Regions from separate parts of the Gossypium hirsutum genome. Here all the other regions are linked to region 3. The links are chromatin contacts, called in public Hi-C maps. All regions are on one chromosome and are shown on one strand. Each heading gives the region's core, a stretch centred on a gene start, on an enhancer-like site or on the middle of the called end of the contact. The rest is flanking DNA. Distances are from core to core; before and after follow the strand shown.

Evidence for each region. Hi-C and Micro-C count contacts between places; a contact is called where the count stands out from the background.
Region 1: a contact with region 3 is called in a Hi-C map of leaf, with 2.2 times the contacts expected there. The contact joins the promoter of LOC107951092 here to the promoter of LOC107961639 in region 3. A contact is called at or near these places in 2 of 34 Hi-C or Micro-C datasets (both in leaf).
Region 2: a Hi-C map of leaf shows a contact between it and region 3, with 5 times the contacts expected there. The contact joins the enhancer-like site here to the promoter of LOC107961639 in region 3. A contact is called at or near these places in 11 of 34 Hi-C or Micro-C datasets (callus, hypocotyl and leaf).
Region 4: a contact with region 3 is called in a Hi-C map of leaf, with 3 times the contacts expected there. The contact joins the enhancer-like site here to the promoter of LOC107961639 in region 3. A contact is called at or near these places in 8 of 34 Hi-C or Micro-C datasets (leaf and petal).

The regions. Positions count from the first base shown.
Region 1 is chrA06:21,226,387-21,229,404 of Gossypium_hirsutum_v2.1, forward strand. It overlaps LOC107951092 (protein TIFY 10A), which reads left to right and starts at 1,675. Exons shown (of 5, transcript XR_001698316.2): 1 at 1,675-2,148; 2 at 2,633-3,018.
Region 2 is chrA06:21,179,523-21,182,222 of Gossypium_hirsutum_v2.1, forward strand. No RefSeq gene overlaps it. Among protein-coding and RNA genes, the nearest start is that of LOC107951092, 47 kb to the right of the region's middle. Within about 2 kb of position 1,344, at least 2 of the 9 cell types and tissues checked have an H3K27ac peak or open chromatin away from gene starts, as enhancers often do. A contact at or near this core is called in hypocotyl and leaf, where this site is marked.
Region 3 is chrA06:21,415,118-21,417,822 of Gossypium_hirsutum_v2.1, forward strand. It overlaps LOC107961639 (oligouridylate-binding protein 1), which reads left to right and starts at 1,420. Exons shown (of 12, transcript XM_016897703.2): 1 at 1,420-1,815; 2 at 2,408-2,469; 3 at 2,656-2,705. The coding sequence starts at 1,732.
Region 4 is chrA06:21,252,139-21,255,007 of Gossypium_hirsutum_v2.1, forward strand. No RefSeq gene overlaps it. Among protein-coding and RNA genes, the nearest start is that of LOC107951092, 26 kb to the left of the region's middle. Within about 2 kb of position 1,458, at least 3 of the 9 cell types and tissues checked have an H3K27ac peak or open chromatin away from gene starts, as enhancers often do. A contact at or near this core is called in leaf, where this site is marked.

The DNA.
Region 1 (3,018 bases), core at 425-2,924, 190 kb before region 3:
TCATTCAAGTCATTGGGCTATTTGAAAGTTTTATTTAAGTTGCTAGATTGTTAAGTTTTTTTTTTAAAGTTCGGCTAGTGAGCTCTAAGCAATGTTTCGACAATTAATACTCATCGACGAATGAAAGAATATACCTTAGATATAAGTTGATCTAACAGTCAATGTCGAAGATTAGAGCAAAAAACTATTAGGACTTATGTTTAAAGTTGTTTCATAGAAAAGAATGAGAAAGAAAACTTTCAATTGGTGTAAGTGGTATGAAAAAAGAAAGCTATAACTTTCAATTGGTGTAAATAGTATGAAAAAAAAAGCTATACAATAATGATTTTAACAGTTTGGTGACTGAAATGAAAATTTTAAATAATCTAATGACTATTTTATAATTATTTTAAAATTAAGTGCTCAAAACTTAAATATACTAATAGTAAATTAATGTAAATAAGAATAAAAATGGTGTAGGGATATTTGGCGCAGGAGGCATCCAAAGTTTGCAGGCTCCTATTGGGGAAAGGGGCATGTGGATTGGCACATGTGCAATTATTATTGGAGAAAGCAACGTGCGGTTGCCTCTTTTGAGATTCAAGGAAGGCAAGAGAAGAGAAGGCGGTGTTTGTGGCGCCCACAGAAAATGAGGATTATGCACTCATTTTAAATTTTTATATTTAAGCTGACTTGTTTTACAAAACTACCCTTTTTTCACTTTAAACATCTGTTTAAATTTTTATGTTTAACTTAATGCTTATAATTAAGTAAATTGTAACTTGAGAAAACTACTCATCAGTAAAATCAAACTTTCAATTTTTCTAACCAAAAAAAATCAGACACCTCTCACTCTGAATTCAATTTATTTTTTTTTATTTTGAGGAAATAACGTTTACTCTTTTGCTTTTTTATTTTTTGCCAACTACCTTTGTGCTTATTTAAGTAAAAAGTAAATGCTAGAGGTTTTCAGGAAAATATTCTATCGTTTCTTTATAAAAATAATATTAAAATTTAATTACTTATAAAAATATGATGTTTCCTACGATGACTTTGGGTGTGGCTCCGTACATTGACTGCACTAATAAACTTTTGAAAACTTTAATCAAAATCATAAAGTTCAAAATATTTTTATTTGTATAAAACATCTAAAATGAGAGGAAAAAGGAAGGAAAATATATTATAAATATATAAATAATAATATTTTTGTCATACAACCATTTTTAATTAAGGTTAAACAAACAAAATATCAAAGAGAAAAAAAAACTTAGACACCAGTTATGACAAAAAAAAATTATTTTCAACCTAATCTCAAAGACTAATTGAGTTTTGCTGTCAAAGTTGGTATGAAATTTAGAATTTATATGCTCCAAATATGCAACTTTATAATTCCTAGTGTTTAATAAAAAAAAAGTAATTGGGTAAACAAAAATAGCCCCATATTTTATTTTTTTTTAATTCAAGTGAAATGAGTTATAATTGTTTTAATAATAATTTAATTAAATCTCCATAATCAAGGAATTTCGAAGATACTTTTATCAATATTGAAATATAAAAAAATAAACTGATAAAACATCGCCGTCGACACAGATACAGAAAATAAAAAACAAAAGAACACGTGTTGAAAATCCCAATCAAAGGAGACGAGACGATATAATAGTGAAGCACCCCTCACGAGTTAGGAACCTGTAGGGCTGCACCCCAAAATCTCTTTTTTTCTTTTTTCAAGCTTAGAAAAAAACCTCATTTATTCCTCGTGCTTTTTAACCCACCTTCCTCTACGAGCTTTGTTTTTTTCTGAGATTAAAAACAAAGCCAGTTTCTTTCCTCTTTTATAAATAAAATCTCTTTGCTTAGCCTAACATCATAATTTTCGAACATATCCTTAGTTTAGCTGTAAGTAAAGTTTTAAAGATCATTCTCTGAGAAAAGAACCCCACCCCACCCCACCCCCCCCCCCAAAAAAAAAAGAGCAGAAGGGGTAAATAGCTGGGATTCTGGTTTCTATGAATATGTCGTGTTCACCGGAATTTTTGGTTCAGAAACCGACGAGGTCACCGGAGAAGACAAGCTTTACCCAAACTTGTAACTTGTTGAGTCAGTACTTGAAGGAGAAAGGTAGCTTTGGAGATCTAAGTCTGGGTATGACATGCAACGATGAAGCTAATGGTATGTTCTTTAGTTCTTTGTTTTTTGGGTTAAATTTTTTAGTTTTGGATTAATTGCCCGTTTTAAAGCGGTTTAATTGAATCAATCTTCAAGCTCTAATCTCTCTTTTTTTTTAAATAAAAAAATAAAAAAATGGTTTTAATATTCAGATCTGAAAATCAGAAATTACAAATTGACATATTCATATTTTATTGTTCAAAACAGTCAAAAAAACATGGCCTTTATTCTCTCGGTCTCCCCTGAAAATAGTCCAGGAAAAGAAATTAACCATGTGCGTATAGGGGATTTGAATCATCATGTTTGCAACAAAACTCTATTGCGATATTTATCCCCTCAATTTTATATTCTGTTGCTAAAATGCCCTATTCTTTTTCCATTATAAATAGCCCCAGTAATTCTATTATGAAAGCATACAACTAGTAAAGAAGGTAGTTTCAGAAACATAAACGCCTAATGTATCGTTTTATTTATGGATATGTTGCAGAGACTCCCGAGATGCTGCGTCCCACCATGAATTTGTTTCCTGTCAATGAGAAATCCGGTGATGATTGCCTTGCGGCGCCTCCTCCTCGGAAACTGAGATCCATGGATTTGTTCCCTAATCAAGCTGCTTTTTCATCACCTAAAGATGATGCTCTGAAAAGCACCATGAACAAATTGGGTTCTTCAGTGGAGCCTCAAACTGCACAGATGACCATCTTTTATGGTGGACAAGTGATTGTGTTCAACGATTTCCCGGCCGACAAAGCTAAGGAGATCATGCTTTTAGCTGGCAAAGGCAGCTCTCAAAGCAATAGCTTCAACACCAATCCTCCCCACATCAATGCCCCCTTTACTTCTACCATAGCAACAAGTCCAATTGAGTCCGGT
Region 2 (2,700 bases), core at 94-2,593, 240 kb before region 3:
CCCCTTAAAGCAAAGTAAGATAATTTAGAGGGTGAATTAGCTAAAAGTAACATTCTTTATCTTTTGAAAACTAGAGGTGAAAGCACAATACCCAAGCTTTAGTAGAAAGGAAGTTTTTGCATAATCATGGTCATACTATAAATGGAAGGATTTGCTTACTATGGAGGGGTAATTCACAAATTGATGCATTTGGTTTTATTGATCAGCTTCTAACTTGTTATGCTACCAATGACGGTCAACATTTGTTTTTGATAGTTATTTATAAAAGCAATAATAGTGCTAAAAGGAAGCTGCTGTGGGATGAAATTGGTGCTTTACAAGGGAGGATTGAAAAAAAAAACTGTTGGCTTATAGGAGGGGATTTCAATGTACTAAGTAATCCTGGGTAAATTTTTTTTTTTAACTATAATAGTTGCCATCAAGTTAATAGTGATATACAGAATTTTCTTGATTACCAATACCGCTTAGAGCACATGGATTCATTTTAATGAGTTATATGTATTAAAACGTCAAAAATTAATACCATTAGTCAGAAGTATTACATTAATAAACAATACAAAAGTAAGTATTATAATAGACATTTTGAAAATAAAAATACCACATTAAAATATTTTGAAATACCCCCTTACCTAGATAAACCATCGTCACAGATACTATATTAACAAAACATTTGCTCAACTTAAAAAAATACCATAATTTCAAAACTTCGAAAACGTTTTTAGTACAACATGAAATCATTCTCTAGGTTTTTGGACCAAGCAAATGCATGAGACCAACCTCTTTCACCCTAGTATTATAATTAAATTCTCTCTTTGATGTCAATACTATTTTTTATCTGTGTACTTTATTTTTTTTATTAGTTTGGCATCTATATTTTCATTTTATAATCTTACTTACCCAACTTAAATTTTCATTAAAATATTTCAAACTAACTAATCACTTGCTACCACATATCAAGGAAAATTAAATTTTCACTTCAATTATTTAAAAAATATAACAAAACTAAAAAAATCATTAAAAAACCCCAAAGATTGAACTCGGGAAATTATTAAAAAAACTAAAAAAATCATGATTTATTTTTTAAAATTATAAGTATGCAAGGTGTTTTGAGAATTAAATTTGACCAGCCGATTGAATTCAGAATCAGCTGGGTAACCGATCCAAACAATAGCAAAAGCCTGTTTGAACCAGGAATCGAAAAACCAATCAGACCGGTTTTTGGAAATTTTGGGCTCCTTGAGGTTGGGTTGAGCTAAAAAAGGCCCAACAATACAAAAGCTCTAACTTCTGTTTAAAAAATTCAGCCCAAGTGGAAAAAGGATAAAAGAAAAATAAAAGAAAAATAATTAAACAATAAAAACAAAAAATCTAAACCTACCCGTGACCCACCCACCCCAGCCCCCACACCCATCAGGCCATCAGCTTCAGCCCCAGCCGACAGTCCCTCTGCTGTCTTGCTAAAACCAACCTTAAAAATCGGTTGAAGAAGACAAAAAGGACTATTAACTTCTTTTTTTTAATGTTGAAAGAACAAAAGAGAATGGTGGAATTCATAAGGATGTTTTGGGTTTTAAAATGAAATTAAAAGTTGATTAAGTAATTTTTAGTAAATGCATTTATTTATTAAATAAAATATATTAATTAAATTAAATGTATATTTTTTTGACAAATATGTCCACGTGCAGCTTCCCATCGGTCCTCTATTTTCAAACATTAAATTGTACAAAATTCAAGTTCAAAAAATAATTTAGACAAATATATTTAAAAGATCAAACTAGAAAAAGTTGCCAAGTATGAAGATTATGGTTTTGTTCGGTAGAATGGAAAAAATAGAAAGATGGAAAATTGAAGAGGTAGAAAAATAGAAAGATAGAAAAAAAAATATTTTCATGAGTGTGCTTGGTAGAAAATATGGAAAATTTGAAAAAAAAATTAATTTTCTTTCCATCCATTTCTTGATAAGTTGAAAAACAAAATGAAACTTTCGAAAAATGCATAATTTTGAACTAATATATAAACCCCTCTCTCTTTCTTTCCTCGTATCTTCCCAGCTTGGAAGAATTTGTTTTTATGCATTAGGATTGGAGTCGTCTTAGAAGTTTCGTATCGGACCCAATTGTTATGCAAATAGCTTTGGTGTTGTTGCCTTCACTAGATGCGGGGAATGATTGGTTGTCATATAGATGGACGACTAGAAGTTCTTTTTCCATGCGGAAACCTATAGAGGTATGCATCACTTTGGTTCGGCTAATAGTTCTAATGTTTGGAAGTTGATTTGGTTACTGTGGAAGAACATATTGTTAACTAATGAAGAGAGAGTTAGGAGACATACGGCTTGTGAGGGCCACTGCTTGAGTTACATGTTGTTAAGGATTATTCCTTTTCACGGGCAGTTTGGAGCTCAATTATACCACCTCAGGAACAAGAATTGTTTGTATCATTACCACTTGATGAATGGATTGTATGTAACTTGCAGAACATAGGGGATTGTAGTAGTCATAAGGTAGATTGACAAATTTTATTTCCCATAGTGTGCTGGTTACTATGGAAAAATAGGAATATGTTTGTTTTTTAGTAGTCAAAGCTCCATCCAAGATGTGGTAGATACAAGTATCAGTTGGACGAAAGTTACTCTCCACCATCGGTGCCTAGATTTCATGCGAGACCTATGGTTACCTCTATGTAATGGCCAGCTCCAAA
Region 3 (2,705 bases), core at 170-2,669:
TTCAAACCTTCCCACATTTCGGGCAGACCTTCAGGCCGGGTCGAGTGGCCCAACCCATGCTCACCTCTAGGGCCAACCGGTCTAGTTCAATTTTTTATAATTTTTATAAGTTTATATCAATTTTAATATTTTTTTAAATAATTTTTTACATTTTATTATTTTAAAAAATTCTAATATGTTTTTAAATTTAAATATTTTAAATAATTTTTATTAATTTTATAATTTTAATAAGTTTATATTAATTTTAATATTTTTAATAAAATTTTAATAATTACTAACATTAATTTTTATAATGTTTATGATTTTTTTATCAATTTTTAATTTTTTTATAAAAAAATATTAGATTAAACCAAAAGTTATCCATGTTACTAGTTAATTAATTTGTCAAATTATTTTAAGTATCATCATGATCAAAGGTAAAGACCATCAACAAAAGAACTTAATTAATTATATTAGTTAATAGTGAAAATTAATTGATTTTTTTTTTTTACTTTTTCTTAAGAGGACATATAAAAAAAAATTAATTTTCCCAAGTCTAAAACCGCTAATTTAATCTCAATACTGATTAGGCGGGCAGATTCATGTGGTCCCCACCACATCCAACTGAAAACATTTGCTCAAAATCTCTCTGCTCATCTAATTGCTCATTTGGAAAAATATCTGTGCTGTCTTTAGTACTCTCGATTACATCCGATCATAACCAAAAAGAAACCCAGATATTTTTTTTACGGTTAAAATATAGATCCCTGTACTCTTTTCTCATTTACAATTTAGTCTATTTTTTAAAAAATTAATTCCTCTAATTTTTAAATTTTAAATTACAAGTTCAATTATTGACATAGATAAAACTTTCTACTAAATTTAAGTTTATTATAACATTAATTTTGTTATATGATTACTAAATGAGTATTTTTTTAATTTTAAAATCTTACATCAACAAAAATTTGATAGAAGGATTCTAAGGGTAGTAAGGATTGAATTTGAATTTTAAAATATGAAAAATAGGACTAAATTTAAAGAAATAAAAATAGAAGGACTAAATCTAAAATATAAAAAAAAATATAAACTTGGAACATATTATTTATAAACTCATATAAAAGTTTTAGCATTTTTATTCAGGGATAAAGTCTAAAAAAATACATATGAAGTTTGGTTGAATGTTTAATGTTTTGCATGTGTAAATTTATATATTGATTTAATTTTTACAAACCATACTATCATTACCAAGGTAAAATGTTGCATACACAAATAGTAATACTAACTCAATATAAAAATAAATTGATGTGTACAATTGAATCAACATCAAAGTTTCATATATAGATTTGAATCACAATCAAATTTTATGGGTATAATTGCACTAAATCAAAATTCCTGGCTAAAATTGCATATTTAACCAAAATTTATACATAGTTTTGATATTTTACCCTTTCTATACACAGAAAAAAGTACTATAAAATCATGGGAGCTTCGTCTTTTTGCTCACTCTTCATTTTATCTTTTCCTTTCCAGTTTCAACTCATAATAATCTAGTGTTCCCTTTCGAGGGATTTTACCCCTTTTTTTTTTCTTTTTTTTTCTTTTGAATTTTTTTGAAATTTTTTCTTTTTTGGGTTTAATTTGGTTTAGTTTCCGTTTTTGTCCTCATCCTCATCTTCTTTTTCGATTTCTCCAGAAATCCTAACCCTATAGATTTTCTCAGAATCTTCAAATTTTTAACTAAACTGAAAGAAGATGCAGCAGCAAAGGCTAAAGCAGCAACATGCTCTGATGCAACAGGCTTTGTACCACAATCCCAGTCTCATGAGTGGTCCTCAGGTTCTTTTTTACTTCTCTGTATTTCTCCCTCTATTAATTTTGTTTTTATATCAAAATTGAGGGTTTCAGTTTCTATTATGAAGTTTGTTTCTTTCTTATTCGACTTGGGTTTGTTTTAATTCATATATGTCGTCTGCCAATTTGTTTGCTTGCTAGTATTACTCAGTGAAATCTTTGGGGATTTTAGCCTGAGAATTTTCTGTTTTCTGTTGAAATTATACGACAAAAATTTGATTGAAAAAAATTGTTCTTTTCTTGGGAGATAATGTTATCATTTTTGTGTAAGAAATGGCTCATTAGCTTTGTCTTCTGATGTGGGTCATGATGACAACAATTAGGGACTGTTTTAACGGGAAAAAAAAAAGGGCAGGTAGCAGCTTAATTATGTAAATATGATCCTTTTTTCTTTTTTTGTTTTGTATTTTGTTACTTTTAAGTTTAAGCTTAGGTATCTCCTTTAGGCATTTGTTTCTAGTGTTAGTCATATTGACCGTTGCGAGAGTGTCCCAGTCCAGCACAGGGAAGAAATCCTTCTTTTCTTTTTTTTTTTTTGTTTTTGTATCTTTAAATTTTTTTAATTTATGTTTTGCAGATAGAACCTATCTTGAGTGGGAATCTTCCTCCTGGCTTTGATGCAGCTACTTGCCGCAGCGTGTGAGTTTTGCTTAGTTCACTGTTTAAAAAAGTTCACATTTGGTCTTTGAGTCTTTTTATTTGAGCTATGCTCATAATTCATAATATCTTTTGCATGTATATTTAGTGAAGAATCTTAGTCTTAATTTTTCTGTTTATGTCCCATTTCATTGTTATTTTTATCATTTACCTAATCTTAAATTGCAGATACGTGGGAAATATTCACCCCTACGTCACGGAACCCCTTCTGCAAGAAG
Region 4 (2,869 bases), core at 208-2,707, 160 kb before region 3:
TTGGTATCTAAATTATTTTTAGACTTAATTGATACCTAAATTTGGATTATGTTAATCAAGTGAGTACCTTTTTTAGCTACTTGAGTGATGCCGTTAATTTCGACACTTATATTAAAAAAGAAAAAAACATTTAAATTGAATTATCTTTAATCTACTTTAATATTTATTATTAAAAAACATTAAAAAGATAAAAAAAACTACCAATGTTACTCAAGTACTTAAAAGAAGTACCCACTAGATTAATAAAATTCAAATTTAGGTATCAATTAGGTCCAAAAAAAATTTAAATATCAAGTAAGTATTAATTGTTAAGTTTAGGACTATAATGTACATTAATCCTTTTATACATTTTTTTTTGTGATTAATGTATTATACTTTATAAAAATTAAAAAATTAATTCCTCTATTTTAATTTATCAAAATTAGATTTTGATAGTTGATGTTAATCGCAAACAAAAAGACTTCTGACTTTTATTTATCTTTTATTTTATTTTTATATATTTTTTACAAAAGAGGACAAAGCCCTAAAACAAACTGCAAGTCTATTCTAAGCAGAACCGCCCACAGGTAGCTCCCATGGCTTTCAATCTATAGGGCCTAGGGGGAGAGGTGAAAGCAGTCAAGCCTAGTCTTCCCATTGCTACAATGCTCTCCGATTGATTAACCACATGATTCGTCTCTTCATAAAAAATGCCCAACCCATTTTCTCATGCCCTGCATTTCTCATATAAACTATTGCTCAATTATTTAAACAAAAAAATTGTTAGTATTAACTTTTTAATTTTGATTTTGATTTTGATTTTGATAATTTTGTTTGGATTAACTTCTTACTTTTTGTAAAGTAAAAAGAATGGAAGCATATTTTATCTTTTTTTTTAATTTTAGACATTCTAAAATCATTTTAAACTTTAACTAAATCTAAAATTGAGTCGAATCAAATCTTTAAACTCGAACATAAAAATATTACTCCCTCAATAGTATTTTTAATTAATTATCACACACATCAAATACTTTACTACTCAACCATTTGCACTAATATAAAACTAATATGATTTTACACTCATTCATAACTTTTTTTTACGGTTGATATTTTAACAATTCAAATTTAATATAATTGTACTTGCTATAAATGTAAAATTTCAAATCAATCCGAGATTTCTATCATTTTAACCTAAAATGTTATCTATATTAATATATATATAATAGTTAAATTTTTTACATAAAATAAAAAATTAAAAGATTTTGTTTATTTTAAACTTTATATGCATGATTTACATAGATTAAACATTGAATTCAATAGTTGAATTAGAAAAATATAAAAATTATGAAATAATATAAAACTATATTAAATATATATTAGTTTATAATATAATTAATTATCACGCGTTTGCTTTGCTTCGTGTGGTTTGCCTACTTTTCTATTCACATATACTTGGCATCTTATCAGCCAGGTGTTTTTACCCAAAATAAATAAATAAAAAATTCAGGAAAATTAGGTGGGTGGTCCAAACTCCAAACAGGTGCGTAATTGTAATTTTATGAAAACTAGTTTTATTTCAACAATAATAATTGGCATTTGGTAATTCTCATGCTTTTCTTCTTCCGAAAGGGCTGATCTGTGAGCATAAATAAGGGGAAACAAGGGGTTGAATTTTGTTCTTATATTTCTTTCTTCACAATCATAACCTACCTTTTTTCTGAATTAAAGTCCAAATACTCTTCACTTGAAAATAAAAAACTAGAGACAATTAATAGTCAAATATTGAGATTATTAACTTTTGTCCAGTTTTTTTTTCAATATCAAATAATTATATTAGACTCTAATTAAATTTGAAACCGAATTAGAGTCTTAAACAAAAGTAAGGTTCTTCATGTTATTTTTTTTGCTCACAACATTAAAACTCAAAACTTTAAGGAGTATAATTACGTACAAATAACAAAACTCATTTGCTTTTAAGTGATAGACTAATGGTTTTTTTTTCGTATGATTAAGGTATCCTACATGTTTATTTTACATTCCATGAAAATTAATTATTTTGGGTTCGTAGTTATCTTTTTCAAAAATGTCTTTTTCAGTGTTTGAATTTGAATTTTCTTTTTAAAAATACAATATATTTTACTACTGCACTCAATACTTATTAATGTAATATACTAATAGTTACTGTAGCGTTAACTTTGCCAATAAGTGGTTGAATGTAATGGTAAGAAACATTACACTCCCATAACGAGAATACAAATTAAAAGAGACAACAACAAACCTAAATATCAACTGTAAAACTAATATGAAAAATTGAAAAAAAAAAAACTTCAAACCTTGAATCTAATATATTACCAAAGAAGTTGGGTATACAAATAACTTGCAGAAAAGGCAAATTAGAGTGGCCCAACAGATAAGTATCGGTTTGAAATTCTGAGGGGTTAAGTGGATTGAGTTTCATGTGAGAGACCAGTTCTTACACAATTCATGTGTCATTTTCCGTATTTGTTTTGCCACTGTATGAACACCAATACGATACATATTATCAAGTAATGATCTAATTTTTTTTAGTAAGAATGATTATACGTATCTTTTTTAATCGTGAAAGGTTTTGAAAACTGTTGGTCATTTTAAATCAACACGATAAAAATGATTTTTTAATAAATTATATATGATACTATATTTGGTTACTACTATAATAATAGGAGAAAGAAAACTTATTTAATATATATTACAATATTAAACATAAAATAAAAAATAATTAGTACAAATTTGAACTTAAAACTAAAATGACGAGAAAAAACTTTTATAAAAGAATGCCTCTTCAAAATAAGTTAAAGAAATTTTCTTTTTCCAAAATAAGTCATATTTATCAATTATACTAGTGAATAAA